4 separate regions of the Mus musculus genome follow, and regions 1, 2 and 3 are each linked to region 4. The links are chromatin contacts, called in public HiChIP or PLAC-seq and promoter capture Hi-C maps. All regions are on one chromosome and are shown on one strand. Each heading gives the region's core, a stretch centred on a gene start, on an enhancer-like site or on the middle of the called end of the contact. The rest is flanking DNA. Distances are from core to core; before and after follow the strand shown. Region 1 has its middle 32 kb from the start of Gm35450. Region 2 holds the start of Fndc3a (fibronectin type III domain containing 3A). Region 3 has its middle 17 kb from the start of Itm2b. Region 4 has its middle 19 kb from the start of Rcbtb2.

Region 1 (2,700 bases), core at 120-2,619, 320 kb before region 4:
GCACCAGGGTCAGCGCCGATACTTTCCTCCATTAAATAAGTCCTTGCTCCTCTACCCCTTTGCCCTTCACTCTTTTTTTCTCTGTTGCAATCCCCCCATCCCTTTCTCCTCTTCACTCAAAAGGCAACAACATATCAGGATGCAATTTGCATGGTGTTTCAGTGACTTAATCATTTTGTATTTTCTTTCCATGTCAGCTTTATATTTTGCTCAACCATGTAGTTATTTCATAGTGTTGGATTGTTATTGTTGTTGTTGTTGGGTCAGTGACTGCAATAGAAAAAGACTAGTCCCTTACCTCTGTCACATGACAGTGAGACTGAAGGAGGCAGTGCTCAGGTGTCAAGGACCACAGGGACATTGGCAAGTGTTAAAGGGCAGAAATAGATGACCTTGGAGTCAGGAAAAAAAGAAGAAAAATCCCAAGATTTCCATTCCGTGGGATTTGCAGAGAACAAACTGATCATCTGCCCTGGCCAAATTTACACGGGGAATTGGTAGCTAGAAATTTCATAGTTTGTTCTCTACTTAGATTCTACCCATGAGTCCTTGAATGGAGTCTAACAGAGAGCCCAGAGTTATCCTATAGACTTGGGACAATAGCAAAGTGCCTGCCTTCTTCCATGCTGGCCTCCCTTGCACTCCTTTAGGGCATACATGGCCCTGGAGAGATGACTTGGCAGCTAACAGCCATTACTGCTCTTACAGAGATCCTCACTTTGGTTCCTACCATTACATGGTGGCTCACAATCGCCTGCTAGTCCACCTCGAGGGGATCCTTTATGCTTTTCTGGACACACACACGCACACACACACACACACACACACACCATACCCCACACACACACACCACACACACACACACCATACCACACACACACACACACACCATACCACACACACACACACCATATCACACACACACACACACACACACACACACACACACCACACCACATACACACCATACCACACACACACACACACCATACCACACACACACACACCACCAGACATGCATACAACTAAAACCCATTTTTATAAAAATCTCAATAAAAGCTGTATAGATAAAAATCAAGTAAAACCTAACCCCAAGAACCCTGCCAAGAGCAAAGAGCCTCCGCAGGCCCACAAAGGTAGTGTGTGCAGTGCAGGCATGAACAGGAAGATATCTCCAGCTCCATCCCATGTTCAGCAGCAGTGGGGGACAGGGACAAGTTACTTCCCCCAAGTTGTTTCTCAGCCCCAGCTGGTGAAGCCTTCCTCATCTGCCCCCAACGCTGGAAGTGTTTTTGTTAGTCATAGGGTGAGCACGTCCAGCCCCTGGGTTCACTCAGCTGCAGAGGGCTCCATTCTGCAAAGAAAATGCAATATAGAGTTGCTTGCCCTCTGACCACTTCCTCAGACCAGCATGTGACACAGCTGCTGTTGGCCACAGTCAGCTGTCTGGAATTCCTTTTTTTTTTTTTTTTTTTTTAAAGTCACATCTCGATTTGAAACAGTGATCATTGAAGGTCCACTACCTACAGATTCTGATTTCAAGATTAGCTCTCTGTAAAAAAAAAAAAAAAAAAAAAGAGTGGCCCAATCATTTTTCTCAGTAGAAACTGAGAAACTCACATGGAATGTGCTCATTATTCTGATAGATGTGGGTAATAGCAAAACTGATACAGGAAATAGTCAAGACTATCACACCAGAGTTCTGTTGAAAGCAGAGGCCTGAAAATAGTTTAAATCTTGACTCATTTGAAGAGAAGGAGGAAGAGGAGAGAGGGGAGGAGGAGGAGGAGGAGGAGGAGGGGGAAGAGGAGGAGGAGGAGGAGGAGGAGGAGAAGAAGAAGAAGAAGAAGAAGAAGAAGAAGAAGAAGAAGAAGAAGAAGAAGAAGAAGAAGAAGAAGAAGAAGAAGAAGAAGAAGAGAAGAAGAAAAAGAAGAAATAGTGAAATCAACAAATTGGGTAAGTTCCTTTCTCAACTGTCATGAGAAATTCTGTGGTCCCTGACCCATGCTAACCTGGTTGAGGGCCAGCAGAGCAGCCCACAAGGCAGCAGAAAGAGTTCTTTTTCATGTAAATGGCACATACCAGCCTTGCATTTTTCTGTTGTGTAAGACAGCAGATGCTGGCGAGGATGTGGAGAAAGAGGAACACCTCCATTGTTGGTGGGATTGCAAGCTTGTACAACCACTCTGGAAATCAGTCTGGTGGTTCCTCAGAAAATTGGACATAGTACTACCAGAGGATCCAGCAATACCTCTCCTGGGCATATATCCAGAAGATGTCCCAACCAGTAAGAAGGACACATGCTCCACTATGTTCATAGCAGCCTTATTTATAATAGCTAGAAGCTGGAAAGAACCCAAATGCCCCTCAACAGAGGAATGGATACAAAAATGTGGTACATTTACACAATGGAGTACTACTCAGCTATTAAAAAGAATGAATTTGTGAAATTCCTAGGCAAATGGTTGGACCTGGAGGGTATCATCCTGAGTGAGGTAACACAATCACAAAAGAACTCAAATGATATGTACTCACTGATAAGTGGATACTAGCCCAGAAACTTAGTATAGCGAGATATAAGGTACAATTTGCAAAACACATGAAACTGAAGAAGAACAAAGACCAAAATGTGGACACTTTGCCCCTTCTTAGAATTGGAAACAATCACCCATGGAAGGAGTTACAGAGACAAAGTTTGGA
Region 2 (2,700 bases), core at 15-2,514, 410 kb after region 4:
CTACTTGTTGACGGGAAGAAAAATAACCTCTCATTAGCTAGCTGTGGATACAAACATCGGATCAATCATTGCCTGCAGCCATAGCAAAAAGTAGGTGGAGAAGGAAGAAAGCGGGGCTTAAAAAACACCACCACAGGAAAATAGAAATGGTTAAAGTGGATGTACAGGCAGATGAACACAAGCCAAGTGAGGGGTCTTTAAGAAAAGTAAGAACACTGCAAATAAAACAGCACCAAGGTGGGGATTTTATACACTCGCGCACACCTCTGCAATCCCATGGGACTTTGGTACTGTCTGAGTATCTTATTTGATATTCAATGATCCACTAAGAATTTCATTATCCAGTTCTGTTTTGTTTTTTTCTTTTTTAAGAACGTAAGAAATTCGTACATCTTCGAGAGATTTCTGTCAAATGATTAAAAAAAAAAAAAAGATTGCCACCTTAAAACGCAGCGCAACCAATAAACTGAACTACAAGTCAGACGTGGAACCTGGTTTCATCAGTCACCAGTTTTGGCTGGACAGGGGGAGGACTCAGGTTCCCAAAGACGACCCTCTCCCTAAGGCTTCCGGTGAAACTGCAAAAGTAAGCAGTCCGGGCCGGCCCTCAGGCGCTACTGCAGCGTCCCCCCCACCGCCCCCCCATCGCTCGAGGCTTAAGGAAATTGTCGCCGCCTCCGCTTCGCTCTCCGCGGTGGCAGACGTCAAGGTAACGGGTTTCCACTAGATTCGGCTGGTCCGAGTCCAGAACCTTTAAGCTGTGCGTTTCTGAAAGACGTAAATCTGTTTCGTGGGTGCTAGAAAATGCCGGGGCTCTAACCGTCTGGGAGTGGGAAGGTCTGAGCCCACTTCGGGGCGCTTCCCCGTCCGGGGCTTGCCTCTAAAAGCACCTGCCGGCATCCTAAGTTCTGGGGCTTGCCGAGAGGGGCTGACACGGTTCGTCTCTGGGGGCGGTGGGTGGGGGGCGCTTTCTAAACTGCATTCGGAATGGCGTGTGGGGCCCCGGATACGTCAATCATCCGCACAGTTCCCGGGCTCTGGGAGAGCGGCACCGGAGCTCGCATGCCACACACACTTGCGGGCCCGGGAAGCCTCGGCTTGCGGGGCGGCGGGCGAGCGGGTTCGGGTGCGCGCGCTCGAGCTCGTGTGTGTGTGTGTGTGTGTGTGTGCGCGCGCGGGGGCTCCGGGTCCAGGCGGCCGGGGGCGCCGTCGGCGGGGCTCGCGCAGCCGCACTGGGCGCGCCGACTCCGGGCTCCTCCTCCCGGCTCCGTAGTAATCATGGCGGCGGCGGCATTCGCGGTCCCTCGGGTGAAACAGAAAGCGGGAGCTACGCGGAGAGGGAGCGAAGAGCGGGGCTGAGGCGGCGGCGCCGTCACTGCCGGGAAACACCCCTCCCCAACAACCCCCCTCCACAGCAGTCAGCGCAGCGGCGGCCGCGGGAGCCCCGGCCCACCGCCAAGCGAGTGAGAGGACGAGCCGGAGCCTCGCAGGAGAGACGCCCGGGGTGGGGGATCCGCCTTCCTTCGCTTCGGAGCGGCGGGATTCGGAGGTGAGAGCCGGCAGGGGGACGCCGGAGCCCGCGTCGGGGAAACCGTTAGGCTGGGGCTGCGGGCCGCGCCGCCGGAGGGCTGAGCCCGTCGGGGAGGGCGGGCGGACGGGCGACGCCCCCACGCGAGGCCGCGCCGTCCGCGGGGTGACGGACCCGGGACGCGGCGGGGACGTGCGCGACACCTGCCGGGGCTCGGCGACAGCGGAGCGCTGCCTGCGCACCTGAGGGTTAAATCCTCGAAAACACGCCCTTCGGGTCTGCGCCCGCCTGCCTGGCCGCCCGGGCGGCCGCCGCAGCCGGTGCCTGGCGGCTCCTCTTCCCCAGGTAAGGCAACCACCTGTTCGGTCGGTGGCGAGGAGGAAGGGAGGCTGCGGTGCTCGCCCAGCTCGGCAGCCTGCGTGGGTGAACTTTTGACACGACTCTGGGAAAGGGCGGCACGCGCTGGGTGAAGGAAAAGGAGCGAGTAATTTCGACGTCAGATCGCTAGCGCTTGCTGCTTTTACCGTGTGTGATAGGTAATTGTAGTTTTATTAAACTATCACCTTTCATAAAAAGCATTGGGGGGTATTCGTGTGTGTGTGTGTGTGTGTGTGTGTGTGAGAGAGAGAGAGAGAGAGAGAGAGAGAGAGAGAGAGAGAGGGAGGGAGAGAGAGAGAGAGATTGCTGAGGGTGCTAAGGATGGTGAGCTAGAGATTATTTATTTTAGTGAGACTGTAAGTTCCTTTGGGCACCTTCTCGGCTGTCCGTCTACTAACTGACAGTGGCAGGCGGACAAGGCTTTCCCTCTTTTTGTATTATAATCTTGAAGTGCTCACGGGTAGACTTTAAAAAACACCGAGCCACATAATGATGTTGCTGCATCCTATTGTGGTCTGTTTCAGTTCTTGAAACCCAAGTTTGTGCGTGTTGTAAGAAGCAAATAAGCATCGCCTCTCAGCCTCTTGGCTAAGATGAGTTGTAAGAATGAAAGAGCAGTTGAAGCTTTTCTGTAATATTTGAATCACTATGCTTTTGCCAGTATCAGTACGAAACATATGCCAGTCAAAACCGAGCCATATGTCAGACAGAAGCAAATTGAGATTTCTGGCTCATATCCCGTGTTTAGATAAATATTTAGTTTGTGTGTATTTGCGGAGTGTGTAATTCTTGTC
Region 3 (2,700 bases), core at 114-2,613, 280 kb before region 4:
ATAATATATAAGAGCATTCGGAAATCACCTTGCTGCATTGAAATCCTACCTCTGCCAGTCACCAGCAAATAGATTAATGAGTACCTGGTTATCTGTTGAATGTAGATGATAATGGTCACCAATTCGCTGGGAATCAAATGAAAATTAAATGTATTAATAGATTGTGGTATTTGGTATTGATCGGCAAGTTGACAGGATCTAGGATCATCTGGGATTCTAGAATCACACCTCCAGGCCTGTCCATGAGGGAGGCTCTAAGTTGGGTTGAGCAATTCGGAATGACCCACCCTAAACATGGCAGCACAGGCTAGGGGTTGGACTGAATGAAGGAGGAAGTAAGCTGAGTGCCAGCTTTCTTTGCTCTCTGCTTCCCAACTGCCTATTCAGAAGCTGCCTCGAGATCCTGAGGCTGAGCCAAATAAACTCCGCCTTCCCTCCGTTTTGTGCCAGGTATTTTTTTTTTTTTTTTGTCATTGCCTGAGAAAAGTAATTAATACATATACCTAAAGTATTTTGACCAATGAGTAGCTACTAAAAGCAAAAACAAAAACAGAAACAAAAAACTTGCTAGCATTAGCTGTTCTGGGGCTGGGGAAGAGAGGGCTCAGCAACTAAGGACCCTGAGGACCTGAGCTCTGTCCATTCCCAGCACCAACACCAGCAGCCCACAAGCATCTGTGACTGTAGCTAGCTCCAAGGGAGTCAACCTTCTCTTCGGACCTCCGTGGGGACCTGCACTGATGTGCATACACCACCCTGCACCCACATGGGCATCATTTTAGAAATTTAAAAATCTAGACTCAGCCATTTGAACAGCTACATATTTTATACATATTCTCTAAAATAGAGATTTGATGTTTTCTCCTTTTTGTCTTTTTAGATTTACTTAGTTTGTATGTATGCATGTTTGGCCTGCACGTATGTATGTGCACCATGTACATGCCTGGTGGCTGCAGAAGTCAGAAGAGGGTGTCGGACACCCTGAAACTGGAGGTGTAGATGGTTGTGAGACACCATGTTGGTTCTGGGAATCAAGCCCAGAACCTCAAGAGCAGCATGGGCTGTAAACTGCTGACTCGTCTCTCCAACCCGATTTCTCCTTAATTGCATCAAAACATTCAAGTTTTCTTTATTGTCTTTTTGGTATGACTGAGAACCCAGTACTGCTTTTGTTGTTGCTGCTGTTATTGTTTGCTCTGTGCTATTTGTATATACGTGTTCATGGGGGTGGTGATCTTTGGAGGCCATAGGAGGTCATCAGGTATCCTGCTCAATCATTTTCTGTCTTATCCCTGACAGAGTTATTCACTGGACCCGGAGCTTGACGGGGTTTGGTTAGGCTTCTTGGCCCCACCTTCCTTAGTGAAGGAATTCCTCAGCCACACCCTGGCTTTGTGGTGAGCTAGGGACCTGAACTTGGGTTCATACACACTGGAAATGACAGCAGGATGTGGGGCTGCATGCTTGCTATCCCAACGCCTGCGAAGCAGGGGTAGGAAGATCAGGACTTTAAGACCAGCCTAGCTACGTGAGCCTTTGCTTCAAGAAGTAAATAAATGGCCGCAAACTACAATGTCAGCAGCTGTCTGAAACTGAAAGCAGGGAGGGACAGCTTCACTTCTGAAGTATTTGTAGGGAACACAGTTCCTTCAAAATGTTGATCTCAGGGGAGATACAGTGTTGTGACTTCTGTGCCCCCACCCCCACCCCCAACTCTGTAAGAACAGCTCTCTGTTTTTTTTTTTTCCAGCCACACTTATGATGATTTATTAGAGCAGTGATAGAAAACTGTCATGGTGCTGAAGAGCAACACACCGGGAAGCTTAAAATGTAGCAGATGGCTGGGCAGTGGTGGCGCACGCCTTTAATTCTAGCACTTGGGAGGGAGAGACAGGAGGATCTCTGAGGTGTAGGCCAGCCTGGTCTACAGAGTGAGTTCCAGGACAGCCAGCAATACAGAGAAACCCTGTTATGGAAAAAACAAAACAAAAAACAAAAAACAAAATGGAACAGAAAGAAAAGAGAAAAAGAAGAGTGTAGCTGATTTCCTGAAGCCTTCCCTGTCTTCCAGTTCAGTGGAAGGACACCATTATCTATGACACATTGTTGCTGGTAAAGGAAACACACCTCTTGGTGCCCGTTATGCTCCACTTGAAGTAAATGTTTCTTCTTCTCGGTCTTGAGACAGGCTCACTATGCAGCCCCAGCTGAGCTCTTCCTGCCCCAACCTCCCGAGTTCTAAGATTACAGCCATATCTCTGTTCCTGGCTATCTTGACTAATTTCCTAATGAAGTTCAAGAATCTCTTGTCTACCAGATGCCCCTCTGCTCAGGTTCACTCTTCACCTCTGGGTTGGGCTATCTGGGAAGCAGGAGCCTGTAGCAACATGCTGTGTGATGACAGCAGGGTCTGGGATGGGGAAAGGGCTTCCTGTGCCATCTACCACCAAAGCAAAGTATTCTTTGGACCAGCAGTGCAGTAAGACTGTTTTCAAAGCCACAAGGAAACTCTTGGCTCTCTGTGGAGGTTGGGATGTGTCTCCCCAATGCTACTGTGTGGGAAGCGATCTTCAACTTCCTTTTTTCACAGGATTGCGAGGTAGGGATGTAGCTGGGGTTATAGGTCATGGACACAGGATTGCGGGGATGATGATTTTCTCATCATAAGATGAGAAGGGGACCCAGTCTCTCATCCACACC
Region 4 (2,711 bases), core at 11-2,510:
ATTACTTCTGAAAAAGAAAACTATATTAGTATGTCTGAGCTCCCAACTGGCACATACTCCTGGTTCTAGTCGCCAGAGTCAGCTGTATATATCAGTGTCATCTCCTTCAATTACAGGAACTGAGCTGGGAAGAAAACCCTTGCCTTCCATGTGGTCAGGTGGTAATTTTACAATAATGAAGTAGTTAAAACCTTTGTTCCTGGAGCTGGTCTGCTCTGCATCCTAGGACTCGGGGGAGATTTGCTTTCAAGTCTATCTGTTCATCTCCCCACTGCTGCAAAACTGCCCTCTACGCTGCCCTCATAATAAATGATGATTATGATTATTAATTCTAATAGCCCCAACAACATTAGGTGGTGCAATGCAGCGGTGATTAGCCTGAGACGTTTAATGAGCATGCTTCTCCTTAGCGTATCCTGAAGTGTCTCTTGGTTCAATGTTATCTTGTTGTTTCTACTTATTTGTCCCCTGAAATACCCAGCCTGTTACTGCCTCTGAAATCACACAGGAAGACTCTCTCCCTGGGTTCCCTTCCAGTGTCTGGAGCATTGTGGTGGCTCCGTAAAGTGCGGTTCCCCTTTGGATGCTGTTCTCTTCAAGTGGATGCAGGGCCTTCACAGTGTAAGACAGTCACCTCATCAGCCAGGATTCACTTGGTGAACTGTGTCGAATTTTAAGTGTAATGATGACTCGAAAGAGTAACCATGACTGTCCTGGTTTATTCCTTTCTTGAAGACTTTGAAATCCAACCTTAAATGGTGCTGTTGGTTTTTTGTTTTGTTTTGTTTTTGTAGATTCCATTGTTTATGGTAACATTTAACCTAAAAATATGTAAAAATCACTATAAATACACAGTCATGATTTTATTTTCAGGTTATTGTTACTGTGTGTCTCAGATCTCGAGCCAGATTAACATCCAAATCTATGGATTTACAGACTCTTTAAGCAGCAATTGGACCACAGCTACTCTGATGTTTTTGACATCACGAGACAGAGTTAAAGAACTTGCAGGAAATGTATCTAGACAGACACTGACCTCGGTGCCCAGCCAGCCAGTGTTCGTGGAAATGGCCTCAGACCTCTGGGACATAACTGTGCTGTTCTAAGCAAACCCTCTCTGATGGTGATAAGCTAGAAAGTTACCCACTGCAAGCAGAGTTTGGGTTAATCGGCATCTTCTTGCTGAGTGTTATCCATGCAGAAAAGGCAGTGCGTGCTGATGGGAGATCTAGCACGTTATCTGCAGGAAGCACTGAGCTCCGAGGAGGAAACCTCAGACTCCTCACCCTCGAGATGTGAGAAGAGGATGTAGGAACAGAAGTACTTATTCAGACGTGTGGCTTCCTGTTCAGGTGGCCTGAGAGATTGCAGGTGTGGTTTCCGTTCTATTAGTTAATAAATGAATAAATAAATAAATAAATAAATACGGATTGGTATATGAAATTTCTGAAATTCCTGTCTGTTCTAACGATCCCCAGGTTCCAGATCCACAGTTGAGCAAGACGTATTCATGCCTTTAGTCTCTGTTCATTTATCAATTCTATTCTTCGGTGTGTGTGTGTGTGTGTGTGTATGTGTGTGTGCGCGCGCGCGTACATGGAGGTGGCCAAAGGACCACCATTGGCTTTGTCCTCCTTTTTATTTGAGATAGGGTCTCTGAATGGCCTGGAACTCACTAAGTAGGCTGGGCTTCCTGGCCACTGAACTCCAGAGATCTGCCCTCCACCTCCAGCACTATGGACCACCAAGCCAATGTTTTCCCCTTCTTAAATATGGGTTCTGGGGATCTAAGTCAGCTTTCTCTTTTGTACTTTTGACTGACTGAGCTGTCTCTTCAGCTTTGTATCAGATTGCTTTGTATCTAAACTGGAATTGCTTTAATTGCTTAAAGGTAATTATCATATTTAAATACAAGCGTTTAAACTGGTAAGAAGTATAGCCAAAGGAACCTTAACATCGGGCCAAGTAAACTTTCTTTAATTAAAACAAAACAAAACAAGAAACCTTCTTGTATTTGTTTCATTAGTCATCCTTGCTTGCCTTGCTATGCTTTTAATAAGCTGCGTGACTCACCAAGAAGCCGAGCAATACACACTGTTTGCTTTTGGGTCTCTTGAAACAAAGGTGCTGGTGAGGAGCTCTGATACACAGTTGCAGGTCCTGGACAGAAACGGAAAACCAACTCAGGGCTGCAAAGGCAGAAAGACATTTAGCCCACAGTATTTTATTCAGAAATAAAGACTGATAAATGAATGTTTCCCCTTTACTTGGGTCACAGGCAGTAACAACTCATGAAAAAAAAAATCCTGCTATCACAGCAAACAGTGATAATGAGAGCATGGGAAATTGCATATTCCAATTTTAAAAGATCATCTTTCCTTGTCTTTGTTTTACTTCCTCTTTGGGTTCCTGACCTGCTCTATTATGACAAGGGTAAGAGGCCCTTTGAGATGCTTTATAAATACTGACTCTGCAGCTTGCATTTGCGGGTTACTTTACCCCAGCCCCTATTTAGGCGAAAGAAATTGAAAACAAATTGTGCAATGCAAGCTTTTCTTAGAAGTGTGCTCTGTAAGAGAAAAAGGAGAACCTTTTAAAGAAGGTCCCACAAGAGGAACTAACAAATGTATCACAGTGTAACAAGGCCGTCATTACTCAAATTATAATGACTTCACACTATTTTCTATTTTTCTCCACATAATTAATTGACA

Evidence for each region. Promoter capture Hi-C pulls out the DNA fragments that hold promoters and counts their contacts. HiChIP or PLAC-seq counts read pairs in DNA pulled down with a chosen protein or histone mark. Capture Hi-C pulls out chosen DNA fragments and counts their contacts.
Region 1: a contact with region 4 is called in a promoter capture Hi-C map of adipose tissue. The contact joins two enhancer-like sites. A contact is called at or near these places in 2 of 39 promoter capture datasets (the C10 cell line and pre-B cells), 3 of 484 Hi-C or Micro-C datasets (the Ba/F3 cell line, bone marrow-derived macrophages and uterus), 2 of 115 datasets of contacts at active chromatin or transcription factors (memory CD8 T cells and microglia) and 2 of 9 other capture datasets (adipose tissue and embryonic stem cells).
Region 2: a promoter capture Hi-C map of pre-B cells shows a contact between it and region 4. The contact joins the promoter of Fndc3a here to the enhancer-like site in region 4. A contact is called at or near these places in 11 of 39 promoter capture datasets (the 3T3-L1 cell line, the C10 cell line, the HPC-7 cell line and 6 more), 5 of 115 datasets of contacts at active chromatin or transcription factors (acute myeloid leukemia, bone marrow-derived macrophages, double positive thymocytes and 2 more) and 2 of 9 other capture datasets (adipose tissue and liver).
Region 3: a FOXA1 HiChIP or PLAC-seq map of pancreatic cancer cells shows a contact between it and region 4. The contact joins two enhancer-like sites. A contact is called at or near these places in 5 of 39 promoter capture datasets (the C10 cell line, the HPC-7 cell line, cranial neural crest and 1 more), 7 of 484 Hi-C or Micro-C datasets (CD4 T cells, the G1E-ER4 cell line, the MNK3 cell line and 1 more), 4 of 115 datasets of contacts at active chromatin or transcription factors (bone marrow-derived macrophages, large pre-B cells, pancreatic cancer cells and 1 more) and 2 of 9 other capture datasets (adipose tissue and liver).

Annotation. Positions count from the first base shown.
Region 1 is chr14:73,440,745-73,443,444 of GRCm38.p6, reverse strand. No RefSeq gene overlaps it. Among named protein-coding and RNA genes, the nearest start is that of Gm35450, 32 kb to the left of the region's middle. Within about 2 kb of position 1,369, at least 124 of the 459 cell types and tissues checked have an H3K27ac peak or open chromatin away from gene starts, as enhancers often do. A contact at or near this core is called in the Ba/F3 cell line, adipose tissue, bone marrow-derived macrophages and 4 more, where this site is marked.
Region 2 is chr14:72,708,567-72,711,266 of GRCm38.p6, reverse strand. It overlaps Fndc3a (fibronectin type III domain containing 3A), which reads left to right and starts at 1,264. Exons shown (of 26, transcript NM_207636.2): 1 at 1,264-1,549.
Region 3 is chr14:73,401,189-73,403,888 of GRCm38.p6, reverse strand. No RefSeq gene overlaps it. Among named protein-coding and RNA genes, the nearest start is that of Itm2b, 17 kb to the right of the region's middle. Within about 2 kb of position 1,363, at least 64 of the 459 cell types and tissues checked have an H3K27ac peak or open chromatin away from gene starts, as enhancers often do. A contact at or near this core is called in the G1E-ER4 cell line, adipose tissue, bone marrow-derived macrophages and 2 more, where this site is marked.
Region 4 is chr14:73,122,495-73,125,205 of GRCm38.p6, reverse strand. No RefSeq gene overlaps it. Among named protein-coding and RNA genes, the nearest start is that of Rcbtb2, 19 kb to the left of the region's middle. Within about 2 kb of position 1,260, at least 146 of the 459 cell types and tissues checked have an H3K27ac peak or open chromatin away from gene starts, as enhancers often do. A contact at or near this core is called in the Ba/F3 cell line, the G1E-ER4 cell line, the HPC-7 cell line and 10 more, where this site is marked.